Linked DNA regions of Mus musculus: region 1 is linked to region 2. A link is a contact called in public HiChIP or PLAC-seq data. All regions are on one chromosome and are shown on one strand. The core of a region is the stretch at or near the end of the contact, and the rest is flanking DNA. Distances in the headings are between cores, read along the strand shown. Region 1 overlaps Adgrg6 (adhesion G protein-coupled receptor G6). Region 2 overlaps Adat2 (adenosine deaminase, tRNA-specific 2).

The links. HiChIP or PLAC-seq counts read pairs in DNA pulled down with a chosen protein or histone mark.
Region 1: an H3K4me3 HiChIP or PLAC-seq map of bone marrow-derived macrophages shows a contact between it and region 2, with 4 times the contacts expected there. The contact joins two enhancer-like sites. A contact is called at or near these places in 1 of 39 promoter capture datasets (hippocampal neurons), 1 of 115 datasets of contacts at active chromatin or transcription factors (bone marrow-derived macrophages) and 1 of 9 other capture datasets (liver).

Annotation. Positions count from the first base shown.
Region 1 is chr10:14,471,607-14,479,000 of GRCm38.p6, forward strand. All of the region lies in intron 2 of Adgrg6 (adhesion G protein-coupled receptor G6), which reads right to left. Among named protein-coding and RNA genes, the nearest start is that of Adgrg6, 70 kb to the right of the region's middle. Within about 2 kb of position 4,210, at least 26 of the 459 cell types and tissues checked have an H3K27ac peak or open chromatin away from gene starts, as enhancers often do. A contact at or near this core is called in bone marrow-derived macrophages, where this site is marked.
Region 2 is chr10:13,557,543-13,564,903 of GRCm38.p6, forward strand. It overlaps Adat2 (adenosine deaminase, tRNA-specific 2), which reads left to right. Exons shown (of 6, transcript NM_025748.4): 3 at 2,572-2,722; 4 at 4,162-4,268; 5 at 5,095-5,167; 6 at 5,273-5,834. The coding sequence ends at 5,316. Among named protein-coding and RNA genes, the nearest start is that of Pex3, 8.1 kb to the left of the region's middle. Within about 2 kb of position 2,924, at least 24 of the 459 cell types and tissues checked have an H3K27ac peak or open chromatin away from gene starts, as enhancers often do. A contact at or near this core is called in bone marrow-derived macrophages, where this site is marked.

The DNA.
Region 1 (7,394 bases), core at 2,960-5,459, 920 kb after region 2:
AGATAAGTTTCCTTTCTTTTCCTGAATCCTCAGTTCAAAAGAGAAAGAAGTCATCCTAGCCTATAATTTATACACAGTAAGAGACACCAGAGTTAAAACAAGAAAAGGAAAAATGGAAGATTTTAAACAAACAAAACCAAACCCATCAATTTCATGCTATGTGAGCATACAGATGGGGTATCGTTTATCTAAGGTGAACTACATTTCCCTATATCTAATACACAAGTAATACACCGCACTTTCTATATCCATTTACCACATTATTCCCCTTCCACTCTGTGATGTGGGGCTTGAATTCAGGTCCTCAGGCTTGCATAGCAAACACTTTTATGCACTGAAATGTCCTGTTGGCCCTTAACCAAGTTTTGTGCCTCAGTTTTACCTCCTTTGCACCAGGGATAATAAGGAACTTGTACCCCTTTCTAGGCTGTTGGGAGGATGACATGGGTTAATATGGGAGCATCTTGAGACTTGTACAAGACATTCAGGGCTAATATTTAAGTGTTGTCTATCTCTGCTCCTTACTACAGAACAAAATCTGTGCATCAGTAATTTAAATGAGTTAAAAGAGCACCAACCTTGTAGATTCTTTATCCCTCAGGCAGTTGTTGGGAAAAGAGACAAGTAAGAAAGCAATAAAGGGAATTAAAATTATGTTAAAGCATTCTTTCATATGACCAAACTACAGTGGCCAGATAGAATTTCCAGAGTGCTAGAGCCATTATCTTAATGAAGGCAATGCCACATCAGGAATGATAGCAAAGCATTCATTAAAGTCACAAACTACTTCACTATAAATGGCCTTTGCTATATATTTCTCACTCAGCATTATAAAAACAGTGGGAGTTACTCCCACCTCCATCTTTGGCTAAAACAAATATCACTAACAGAGATTCTCCAACATGCTTAACTTTAGTTACAGCGCTAATATGCAGTACAATCAAAATTTACCAATTATTCTGAATGTGAGCCTAGAGTCTTTCATGGGAAAAAAAAACTCAATAGAAAGATTCAGGCAATAGAAAGACACAGGGCAAAGAGGGCCATGAGGAGAGAAGCTATCAATGGGAAAGTTCCAATAAGTAGTGCTATTGCCTAAATTGAGTATGTTTTCAGAAATTCATTTGAAATGTTAGAAAGTTGCATTTGACTTTATTGGTATGCATTTGACTATGGACTAATCAAATGTTAGTTGGCTTCTATACTATGAGCCATTCCGTTAAGAAATGAATTTGTCAAAGGAGGCTGGCCCTTTTCTGAAGAGAAATGGAGGAGAAGTGAATAGGGTGGGGAAGAGAAGATTGGGGGAATGAGAAGAGAGGGAAGAGGGAAATTGTGGTTGGGATGTAAAAATAAAATAATAAAATAAAATTAAAATAAGTAAGAAGAAAATGATTTGTGGCTGGGTAGATAGCTCAGTGGATAAAGTGATTGCTCTCTGAACATGGAGACCTAAGCTCAGATCCTTAGCATCCATGTAAAATCTAGGTACAGTGGCATATATCTGGGACTCAAGAGCTCAGGGCCTAGAGACAGGTGAATCATGGGCCACATTGGCAAGTAAATCTAGCTAAAATGGCAAGATTTGGGTTCCATGAAAGATATTACAAACTGGAAAGCTGATAGAGGGAAACTGCCAACATTAGCTTCTGTCCTTAACATATACACCAGTGAGTGCTCTCCTACATACATATGCATACCCAAGCATACATTACACACACACACACACACCATCTACACATACGTATGTAAGAAATAAATTTACTCTCTTATAGAAAAGGCTTCTTAAAAAGTTGGCCACTGAAGTAGGCATTAAGTTGGGCTTCAGTAAAATCATGGTTACTATGTCTCCTTAAAATCTACCCAAGTAAAAGTCTCTGACTCACTGCATTCTCAAAAATATATACAGTAAAGTGTTCTCAGCTCCACTTAGCACCAGAAAACGTTTTCAGGTAATGTAAATAGTAACAAACCGAAGCTCAAACTTAGCTAGTGTGTGCGTGTGTGTGTGTGTGTGTGTGTAAATAAATGTCTAGCTCTAGCTTGTTTGTACCTTACAAAGGCCTATTTTTCAGTTAATCTTAAATAAACTCCAGGAAACCTGTATGTCAAAGCTTTCTTCAAATAGCACTTGCATCTAGACTTGATGCCTTTAATTTTTTTAAATTAAATTTATTCGTATTGTCTTGTGTGTGAACGCTTTGCTGCATGTGTTTACGTGCACCGTGTATGTGTCTGGTGCCTGTGGAAAACAGATGAGAGTGTTGGATCCCCAGGAACTGCAGTTAGGGATGGCTGTGAACAACTATATGGATGCTGGGAATACAACCCTGGCCTCTGCAAGAGCATCAGTTGCTCTTACCCATCTCCCCAGTACCTGAACATTACGCCAATGGTTTAATTTTCTTTTTAATTTGAGAAATTTTGATTCTTACACTCTGAAATCCGGAGTGCATATCCTTTAAAGGTTTCCCAGATGGGAACTTTGGATGCCCAATTGCTAAATAAAGCAAATAAGAAATCATTTGTAGCTGATTTTTTAAAGATCTATTTTTTTTTCTATACTGTGCTAAATGGGCAACAAAACCCAAGTGTCAGATACAAGTGTAACCCTGGCATTTGAGAGCAAAAAGCAGAAGAATCAAAAGTTCTAAGCCAGCCTTAGCTATGTAGAAAGTTCTAAACCCACGAATGCTCCATGAGACCGTATTTCAAAAGCAGCAGCAACAACAAAGCAAACAGAAGGAATACACTTAAATATTTTTATTTGAGTTCTTGGATAGCTGTAGCGAGCAACTTGAGAAGGTAGCTGGTAAAATCCACCTCCAGAAAGATGTAACTTGGGTTACATGTTTCATTCATTACTTTCAGTTGTCTGCAATATATATGGTGATATGTCAGGCTGTAAGGAGTTCAGAGCTCATTTGATGTTTTGAAAGTTTAAAATATCTAGTAGCTCTGATAGTTTCTAAAAATTAGCCCTAAAGTCAACAGCTGAGAATTCTGGGGCCAGTGTCATCACTAAAGGGTCAGGAGAGTCACTTGTTCCTGCAGCTCAAGGCAACAGCTGCCAGATGGAAGTAACATCAATGAAATGTAAATAACATGTCAGATGCTGACATGACCTGTGTGGCTGATGACATCCAGAATGGGCAACTTCATCAGAACATGTATTTAGCCCATTTCTGATGACCTTGCACATTTTCAGGCTGGGAAGGAATCTAAAAGGCAATCTGGCTGTGACATCTCTGTGTTAATGTGACAGACAGACATGGCGAGGGACACAGCCCCATCTCCCCATTCTCCTTAAGCTCTGCTTTCAGAGAGAGCCTTTCCATATCAGGGAAGGCCTCTGGCACCACAGGCTGACAGTGGCCATTCTCATTTCCCACTTCACTCCCACAGCCTTACGACATCAGTCCTCACCACCAGTCCCTCCAAAGTTAACCAGATGACTGTTTCATTTCCTCTTGTGATTATTCAATCTCCAAATCTTTTTGGAAGCAGCATTCAGAGGAAGTTGTCACGATGACTTTGGCATGAGTTCAAAAGGAAATTATTTATTTGGATCGGCCCAGTTAGGTCTGACACAAGGAGAAACCTAACAAGATAGGGAACCGAAAGATGCTAATGGGCTGCCTTCAGGTTGATAACGTTCTCAGTCTCTCAACGTATGCCCATGCATCCCAACCGCAAACACAGCTTGCTCTTCTGTAATACCATTCATGTTTCAACTGCCAACCCTGTCTTTCCTTGATCATCACGTCAAGAGAACATTCCATACTCAACTGCAAGGGATAATACTTCATTAAGCAAGTGAACGGTTCTAAGCCCCACTGGCATGCTTGCTCTGGAGAGGTACTTTCGATCCCTTGAAAGAGGATTAGACACTATATACACAAGCACACTCATGTTCATTTTTCATGGGAAACCCTTCTCCTTCAAGCAGTGGGTGAGCCTTTCCTGTCTCTCATGAAATAGATAACTTGAAACAACATGAACTGCATGCTATATTACTTAATCTACTGCTTAGCACTAGGTATGTTTTTTTCCTTGTTCATATTCATAGGCTACAAATGCACAACTCTAGATTAATCAAGTCAAGGACTTTCTTACCATCTAACACATCCACTGCTAACATATTACTGAAGAGGATGTGTTGACTCATGACAATTATTCAGACTGAGGCTTCTCACATGCTTTATAATATGGATGCCTCCAAGAGCATCCTTACCAGGCTGCTCGAGTTTCACTTCTACCATCTTGTCCTACTTCCTCAGACTTCCCTACTATGCTTCATTTTACTGCCTTACCATATTGTGGTCCTCAGGCCATCAGAGGTAGCATCATCTCTGGCCTAAACAAAACTTTCAGGTTAAGATTTTCAAGCAATTCGAAGATGTGTTCCTTTAAATAATAGCACAAGCCATACTTCCTCTGGAAACAAAAGAAATCTATAAAATACATGTAAAGCTCAGAGGATATTGCAGAAGAGACAGTGGAAAAATATATTTGTATGTATATATTTTACATATATGTATATGCATGTATGCATGTAATAATAAAAAAGCTAAAAAGAAGTATAAATTTGAAGGAAAGTGCAAACAGGCATATGGGAAGGTTTGAGGGAGGAATGGGAAGGGGGAAATGTCGTGGTTATATTATAATTTCAAAAGTGTAATTGAAAAAGAAACCAACAGAAAAAGAAAACACCTAGCACTGCACAGTGAAAGTAGACATAAGGTCTTACCACGGACTAAACAACAGCTCTTCTCACTAATGTGGGGAATATCTACAGTTAAGTCCACCAAGACATATCTCATCAGACTCTTGAATGAATGACCTGTACCTCTAGCTTCAAATTCTGGAAAGAAAGATACTAGCTGATCCAGCTAAGTCTATGGCTTGTTTCCTTCCCTCCAGGACAGAGCTCCACCCCTTGTACCACAGTTGATGACATTCTCCAGGCACAAAGCTTCTCTTGAAAGTGTCTGTTTCCTCTGCAACACTAATGATGGTATTTGTACAGCTTGCCTCCAGGGGTGGACCCTGACCTGCTGGGAACCAAATCACAGACTTCCTCAGTTGGATTTTCTTTCTGAGGAAAGCGAGATAGAGACACAGGACATTCACTTTGTTAGAGAATGAAGCTGATGGGTAAAGAAAGGAGAGGGGGTGGGGATGAGGGAGGGGATGTGGGCACAGATATAGGAAGAACAGATGACAGTAGTGTGGATGTGAGAGGTAGATACACTTTAGTTGCAGACATTCGATGCCATTGCAGCCAAATGTGTCTGCAGCCAACATCCCAATGAGCACGCCCCTCTGTACTCATTCTCCCTAGATGACCAATTCTGAGTCAAGGCTTCCTCAGTGTTCAGATGCTAGCAGCATACATACTCATTCTTGCTTGCAGATGTCGGCTAGATACTTTTCCTTGGATATCCCTCAGGCCCAACAATCCAAACACCATTCCACAATGGTCCACATCCTCTCTGATAGTGTTCATAGCATGAAAGATATTAGATACGGGCTAAGACTCTGTGTATCTCTTCTTTCTTTCTTCTCCAAGGTTTCAAAAATCTCATCATTTGTTCTATTTATGTATATCAAATCCACCCCTTCATCTAATTTCCTTCCATTATAAGTTTCTTCTCTTTTCTCTCCAGGAATAAGTTCAGCATGTGGCCTCACAGTTATCCAATACCCTTGCCACCTCCAAGCCATCTTACATATCAGTACCAGAAAGGCCTATCAAAATTCAAGTGTAAGTTTTAAAGTATTATCATCTCTAAGTGACAAGTGAATACCATACACAGCACTTCTTTTCTGCCCTGTTCATACTTCCAATCCACTACATCCACCCACTCACTCAATAAAGACTTCTGAAACTTCTGTGTGTCTGCACAGTCCCAGGTTCTAAAAATAAAATATTGTATAAGACAGCAGGGGCTGGAGAGATGGCTCAGAGGTTAAAAGCTCTTCCAGGGGTCCTGAGTTCAATTCAGGTCCTGAGTGCAACCACATGGTGGCTCACAACCATCTGTAATGGGATCTGATGCCCTCTTCTGATGTGTCTGAAGACACTGACAGTGTACTCACATACATAAAATAAATAATGAATATTTTAAAAAGGGAACAGTTTGTTTTTAAAAAAAAAGATAGCATCCCTGACTGTATGGGATATACAAATTATTAGAAATGCAGATAGATAGATAGATAGATAGATAGATAGATAGATAGATAGATAGATAGATGATAGAAACAGAAACTGTAGCAGAACAAATAGCTGAGTACAATAGACTATGTATAAATTTTGTAGAGACAGTGCCATGATCAGGGGGCTGAAGAGATGGCTCAGCAATTATGAGCACTCGTTGCTCTTCCAGAGGGCCTTGGTTCAATTCCCATATCTGCATGGTGGCTTACAATGATCTGTAACTCCAGTGTCTGGCTACTGTAGGCCCTGCACACACATGGTACACAGAGAAGCATGCAGGAAAAAAAAAAAACAGGTTGTGGTGTAGACCAGGGGCAGCAGACCATTTCCCGAGCACTTGTAAGGCCCTAAAGTCAATTCCGAGTGTTGCAGAGAAACAAAACAAAAACAAAAACAAAAACAAAAACAAAACAAAAAAACTGCAAAAGATGACTAAGAAGAGAAACAGAGAGAAAAAAGCGAGAGATGAAAGGCGAGAAGGGGATTAAGGACAGAAGGAAGGAAATATGTCTAAGAGAGAAGCAAATAGCAGAGGACAACATGTGGTTTAGATGGGAAGCCTGCAGAGAGGAAGTCAGGAGAGAAACAGAAAAGGTCTGGTCGGCGCGGTTAGCAAGGGTGACTGCCTGCCTACAGGTAAGACGGAAGCTGGATCATCCAAGGATGGGAAGAGATTAGTTCAGCTGAAATCCTGTGAGCAAAGTAGGGAGAAACAGACAACAGACACAGACAACCAAAAAAATGAATGAGGTTAGAGGTTACGGGATTTTTTTTTTACAAGCCTTGCCTCACCAACAAATTCAGCAAACGAGAAAAGAAAACAGGTTTAATTATGGGAAAGTAAAAATCCCCAGAGTTTTGTTTAGCCATAATTGTAAGTGTTTTAAATTTTCACTCATTTACATGAATACAAAGCTACCTGAGACAAAATGTCTTTGACTATCACGGCCACCTTATCATGAAGACTTGGCAAATGACAAGAAGTACAAATGATGACCAGTCACTCTGACAGTCTGCTTATGTGATAATGATCTCTGCGGTAGGGCACACTAGCATCACAAAGTCTCAAATCGCCAAAGCAAGCCTACACTAAGGGACAGCCAAGTAGCATCCAAGTGATCATCAGAGGTTGGTCTTACTTGCCTTTGGTGTGTTTCGTTATCCACAAAGAAAG
Region 2 (7,361 bases), core at 1,674-4,173:
TTCTGCATTTGTAATCTTAGCCAAAAGCTAAGAATGGTTACATCTTTGAAATTTTATTATGTAAGCCCCCAGTTAAATGCTTTCTTATATAAGTTGCCTTTGTCATGGTGTCTCTCTTCAAAGCAAGGTGTAGCTGCAAAGATTCTCTCCCATTCTGTAGCCTCTCTCTTCATTCTGTGTATAGTTTCCCATGCTGTGCAGAAGCTCCTAAAGTTGTCAGTTACATGTGTATTTGGAGGTTTTTTTTTTTTTTTTTTTTTTTTTTTTCAGAAAGTTTTTGCCTATATCTGTCTCTTGAAGTGGTTCCCAACTTTTCTTCTAGGGAGTAAAGTATTTCAGATTTTATATTAATATCGTTGATCCATTTGGCATTGATTTTTGTGTAGGGTTAGAGAAATGTGTTTAATTTTATTCATAAATGTAGATATTCATTTTCCTCCATACCATTTTTTGAAGAGGCTGTCTTTTTTCCAATATACGTTTTTTTATGCTTATCAAATATCAGGTGCTTATAGCTATGTGGATTTATTTTGGGTGCTCTATTCTCTCTCACTGATCTTTATATCTGTTTTGCTGCCATATTCACTGATCTATATGCCTTTTCTGTATCTACTGAGATGATTGTGTTATTCACGTCTTTGACGTTATTTATTGCATATTGTATATTGTATATTGCATCTATTGATTTGTATATGTCAAGCCAACCTTGCAGTTGTAGAATGAAACCATCTTGATTGATGTGTGAGCTACTAATTCTTGCATTAGGTTTGTCAGAATATTGAGAAATTTTGGATCTATATTCATCAAGAAAGATGCTCTATGCTTTTCTCTCTTTGCTGTGCCCTCACGTGGTTTGCATTGGAGGAGGAGTTTAGTAATGTTCTTTCCCTTTTCATTTTGTGCAACAGTTTAAGGAATATTGGCATTAGGTCTTCCTCAAAAGTTGGGTTGGATTTGGCCACGAATCCACCCATTCCTGGGCTTTTCTTTGTGGGATACTTTTGATTACTATTTCAATTTTATTGCTTGTTATATATTTAATTTGTCTATATCTTATTGACTTCATTGTTGGTATATTACACATGTTTAGGAATTCAGTTATTGTAAAGGTTTGTTTGTTTGTTTAGTGTGTATATGTGTTGTGTGACACTATTCTGGGGAGGTGTGAACAAATGCCTATTCGCCTCAGATAAGGAAGCAGCAGAGCAAAATAACGGTATCAATGAAGCCCAGCTTGGTGGACCAGTTAGCATTATTTGAGTTACTAAGAGGAAAGCTTGCCCCAGAATAGAATCTGGAAGCCTGAAGCCCATTGTACAATTTTCAGGCAGCTTAGCAAGTTGGAGAACATTTCTTTCAAATACCTTAGGTGTTCTGAGCCTCGTCCAAGCAGAATGGCTGATGTAAGCGTGTCTTTTACCAGTCTTACTGCTTATATGCACTTGAGGATGGGGGGGACACCTAGTATATCCAGTTATTTTCAGGGACTTCCTGAAGCCTTTGAGTTGTTTACTTCCTGAGTTTAAAGAACTTTTCTGCAAGATGGAGCATTTCATGTCAACCTAAAACATCCTGTGTCTTAAGAATCTCACATCCAAGGTAGAAAATTATGTGCACGTACGCGCATGCGTGAGTGTGCCTGTGTGTGACTGCATGCCTCTAGATGCCTTCAGAGGCAAGAGAAGGATGTTGGAGCTCCTGGAACTGTTCACTGGCGCTTCAGGCACTTGTGGACCGCCCAGTATGGGTGATCAAAACTGAACTCTGGTCCTCTGCAAGAGCAGCAAATGCTCTTAACCTTGGTGCCTTCTCTCTACCCCTGCATTAAAATCATTTTAGTAAGAGGAAAGAAGAGTACCTGGATAGCATCAGGCTATGTTATGCTTGGCGTGGCTCAGATTGCTCCAGGAGCTGTAGAGGAGAAGATAACCGTAAACTCTAGTTCAGACATGGAGGATCCAGAGTTTGCTTGAGATCCATGACTACTGCATCACTGCCAGGACTCAAACTTCAGTGTAATTCATTCCTTACGCTGGGTGCTTATTTCTCCCTGTAATACCATCTGCCATGATGTATCTGGAATCCTCAAGTGTGTGCCTATCTAGAGTTTGTTGTGCTGTTAGGTGAATATGCTAATATTCTGGTAAACTCAATAAGGCTTTGCTTTAGAGTGAGGTCAGTTGAAGATATATTTGAAACTAGAGCATAAGCTTATGAAATTTGAAATCTTCCATTAAAATATTCAGAAATGGTAGGTCTTTTTTTTGAGACTTATCTCCTCTGTAATAATTTAATGAAAAACAAATTTTCCCAAGGTACACAAGAATTTCACTAAAAATATAGCAAGGTTTGTGTAGTACAGTGGATTAGACATCCCTGTTGGTGAGTTTATGATATTTGCACTGGGGAACTGCTAAGGGCATCCTGAAACCCATGTTCTAATACAGTCAGAAATGGTAGGAATGCCTTTTGAATTGACATTTTGCATATTTTAAAGACACCAGCTGTACGAAACAAACAATGTCAATACAACTCTCTCTCTCTCCCCCCCCCCTCTCTCTCTCTCTCAAGGCTACTCGGCATGCTGAAATGGTGGCCATTGATCAGGTCCTAGACTGGTGTCATCAGCATGGACAGAGCCCTTCCACTGTATTCGAGCACACCGTGTTGTACGTCACTGTGGAGCCGTGCATCATGTGTGCTGCCGCCCTGCGCCTTATGAGTATCCTTTGGCTTCTAGACTTCCTGCCTTTACCTTGCCTGTGAGCACAACATGGCCAGATTCACGACCCATTGTTCTTTCTTTTTAGTGCTTGTTTTTCTTTTCAACGTTGAGAATGGAAGCCAGGCTCTTGTACTTGCTGCATCTGCTCTGTCCCTGAGCCATAGCCGTCCTTAGCTTTCAGTTCCTTAATGTGTGGAAACAGCGTTATGAAATACACTCTACAATTTAGCCAGAAACAGGAAAACCAGTTTCTACACAGCAGAGTGACCTGTTCTTTCTCTGTATCGACAGCCATGAAAGAATTGAATACTTAAGCAAAGGGAAGAAAAGCTCTTTTGTCAGGATAAATCCAAATTAAGGTGGAGCACAGGAGGCATTCTGAGGACTATGCTTTGCCTTGTATGACAGCTTATGTGTAATTTAAATATTTTCAGTTAACCCACTTTTGCCATGAATACCTATCACAAAGTACAAGAAAAAAGGAGAGAGAGATTAAGTTCGAGGTAAATAAGAAGTAAAAATGTCTCGCTATGCTACCATTGTATATGCGTGGGAATTAGTTAGTCTTCAGTTGGGTTGTATTCGCATAGACCACGCAATATAAATGCTGAGTGCAGTCCATCTCTAGACTGGTATGTATGTTTGTATGTTTGTATGTATGTATTTCATAGCACCAAGAGCCTCGCACATGCTAGGCAACCAGGCTAGCTACGTAGCCATGTATTCTCTCAGTTTTTCTTTCCATTGTTGAGGTTGGACTGCCGTCCCTGATCCATCCTCCGAGGGCTAGGACTACAGGCACATGCCATCACACCAGGTTTCTATCCAAGTTTGACATGTTAATTAAATTTATTTATTGTGAGGGGCATGGGCATGCCACCACACTTGTGTGACAATCAGAAGACAATGGCCAGGAGTCTGTGCTCTCCTTCTGTGGGATCCTGGGATTAAATTATGGATCTTCAAAGGTAAAACTCCTGAATTAAATTTCCAATTCTGCGATGGTTCTGAAAGTCTGGTTGAGGAAAGAGCAGAGAATTGGTTTGCATGTGAAGCGGAAACACTCGGCCTCTGCTCTGTTTGCAGTTACCAGGGTTGGTTGGTTGATTTCTTTACTATTGTTATAATGGCAAGCGCATGCCGTGGCTCATGCAGAACTCAGAGGACAAGCCTGAGGTCCTCCCCCTCCACCATTAAGGAGGTCCCAGGCATCGTGCTCAGGTTGTCATGGTTGCATGGCAACTGCTTTTACCAGCTGAGCCAACTGACTGCTAGATTTTTAATTTCTACATAGATAAAGTCTCTTTCTATTCTTTTGCATAACTGGGTTTTGTTAATTGTTTTGAAGTCTGGACTGAGCTTTCCCAGGCAGTTCATCTCAGCCTGCGCTTGCCGTGGTTCTTTACATCCCGTGTAGGACCTTAATTCTGTACTATAAATCCCGCTGGTCGTCTATGGCTGTCAGAACGAACGGTTTGGTGGTTGCGGTTCCGTCCTAAACATTGCCTCTGCTGACCTACCCAATACTGGAAGACCGTTTCAGGTAATACAGTCTACTTGTGTTTTCCTTCCCTTCCTCTCTCTGTTCCTTCTTTCTTTCCTCCCTTCCTCCCTCCATGCCCCGTTTTACTTACCACTTGATGGACTTACCAATTAGTCCGAGAACCCGTGACAGAATCAGACAGTACCGTGGGTGAGGATTCGTGGGTTTTCAAGTCCTGAGCTTGGGGTGAGCTCAGGGATTGGCGGGTTTCCGTGGCAAGCTCGGGGATTGGTGGTTTCTCCCAAGGTTTTCATGCTCAGTGATTGGTGCTTTTCCGTGACAAGCTCAGGGACTGGTCGGATTCTGCTTCTTGTCCCCGGTCTTGGGGTCAAGTCAGGGTCAGGGTGTTTTAGCTTTGGCCCTTTTACCCTACACTGGCTTGTCATTCTTAGCTGTGGACGCGATTTGTTCCACTAAGAATAGTTTACCAGTCCAAGGCATATAGCATCCCATGGTTGGAGAAATATAGCAGGTAAAACTATGAGCACCTGTTCAGCATCTCATTTAATCACTACGTCAAACCTCAAGTCCAGTTACACAGCACGGAGGGTTTAAGTAGTGCTCTCTAGCGTAGTATTTACACTACAGTTTAAGTGATTAGTATTAGTGGTTGAGATGTTTGGTTCAGGCTGGGTGCCCATTCTCTTGGAAATGTATGTCCTTAGTCGTGCTTTTATTTGTCCCAAGTAATGAACACTGTATGGAGTCCCCGTATGTCGTTGTAACTGTGTATGTCCCCGTATGACGTTGTAACTCCCCACTGTGGAGACACATAACCCACATCCAGTCATGGCTGACGCTCACTTCACGTTCCTCCCTTCATCAGTGCATCCCTGGGTACCGAGCTGAGGAGGCTGTGGAGCTCCTAAAGACCTTCTACAAACAGGAGAACCCAAATGGTGAGTTTTCTCCTGGTGGAGTGTCTCACCGAAACACGACTCGCTGTGACGGAAGCTTCCTATCCCTTGCTTTTCACTTAGCTGACTTTTTTTTTTTCCTTTCAGCGCCAAAATCAAAAGTTCGGAAAAAGGATTGTCAGAAATCCTGATTCTGTAATGATCAACGTCTAGTACAGTTTGGAGACCTGGACAGAATTCCTGACCGAGAGCCGCTGACGTCGCTGGTCACGTTTATATGTTATTACTGTGTGTAAAAATGGTGTCGCTCGTCATTTGCTCTGTTAAAGGAACAAATTAGCCCTTTTAAAAATGTCTGGCAATGTAAACAACCGTGAGCTCTTCCACCAAGCTGAAAGACTATTTCCAGGAAGGGGCGGGATTAAGGTTGAGGTCCCAGAGATCCGCAAGCAGCGCCGCCCTTCACCCACAGCCTCAGTTAGCTCTGGCTTAATGAAGCTTTTTGTGGCTGTGAAGAGGGCCAAGTGGTGAAATGCTTGCCATGCAACCATGAGGATTGGGTCCCCATCAGTGCCAGGTGGGTGGTTTGGTGGCCTGCCTGTGATTCCAGTGCTTGGAAAACAGAGATGGGCTTCCGAGATCCCAAAGCAAGCTCTGGGGTCAAATGAGAGATATTGCCTCGATAATTCATGTGAAGAGAGATCTAGGAGGAACCTGGTGTCATCCTTAGGCGTCACGTGTTCATACGTCAACCCAGATGCAGGCACATCACACGTGACACCGTGACACACCTACACATGCCAAACAAAAAGGGACAAATCTCTGGAAGATTGATCAAGATCAAAACAGGAAGTAGAAGAAAGAGAGAAAGCTTTGACATTTTACTGAGTGCATTCAGACCAGGTCCTGCACCGGACTCCACAGCACAGGCACCTCCTCGGGCTTGTCCTGACTTGTATTGACTTTGTATATGAATGACCAGGCATGTCCAGGGTTCATGTGGGTGTGAGGCAGAGGCGACTCTCAGGTGCTGTTCCTTAGATGCAGGGCCACCACTCCTTCCTTCCTGCCTTTTTTTTTTTGAAAGAGAAGATTTCTTGAAATTTACCATTCAGCTAGGTAGGCTGTCCAGGAATGCCCGGGCTCCACCTGTGGCCTCTAGTACAGGAATTACAGGCATGCACCACCATGCTCCCTCCCTCCCTCCCTCCCTCCCTCCCTCCCTCCCTCTTCTCTTTGAAATGTGAATTTTGGAGCTTGAACTCAGGTCCTCCTGCACTTGACTGACTGAGATAGCTCCCCAGCCCTAGAACAATTTTAAAGAGTATCTAGATAAAACAGATGCTTATAAAGCAAGTGTTTGAGTCGTTTTTAGAAATATCATAGCATATTGCTACAATAAAGTTTTATTCATTGCCCTCTTTCAAGAGGAATAGACTTTAAATAGTGAGTGCTGGACAGATGGCTCAGGAGTTAAAAATAAATACTGCTTTTCCAGAGGATACAAGTTTGGTTGCCAGTATCACCTCTGGGCAATTTACAATCTCTAATTCCAGTTCCAGGGGAACCAGTACCCTCTTCTGGTTTCTGTGGGTACCAACACTTACATGTGCACACAATTCTACTACAGACACACACACACATAAAAGTTCTCAAGGAGAAAATTGAAAGTGGAGTAGTTCCTTACCATGGAGCAACTACTCCTTTAACGTCCATTTCTTCCCTTACTCTCAGAACAAAGACCTTATATTCTTCAGAGCGAGAAATGAAAATAGTCCGTTATATAATTTGCTGGAGGATGACACTTACTGCTGGACATAATGGTGCACACTGCAGCCCCACTACTGGGGAAGTCGAGGCAAACGAATCATGAACTCAAGGCCTGGGCTATGTAGGGACCACCAGCCCTCCCCCTCACCCCCTCCCCTGCCAACGCCCCAGTTAGAACCAGTTGCTGGTCGGAATAAGAATGCAGGAATGATGGTTACAAGATTGCATAAAATGATCCATTGAATCCGAAATAACAAAGCTATTACTCTTTTCAAATGCGGATGATGAAGCTTAAATTGAGTATCTAAAAATTTGACCTCTCAACAAAATCTCTGATAAGGGTCACTGGAGCAAGGTGCGGCTTTTCCGCGCCGTCCTGGGCGCAGTGTGCCTCTCTGCCCAGAAGGGGGCCTCGCTGTTCCACCACAAGGCCAGTGCCAGCGCAGCCTCAGTTTCTTCAGCGCGT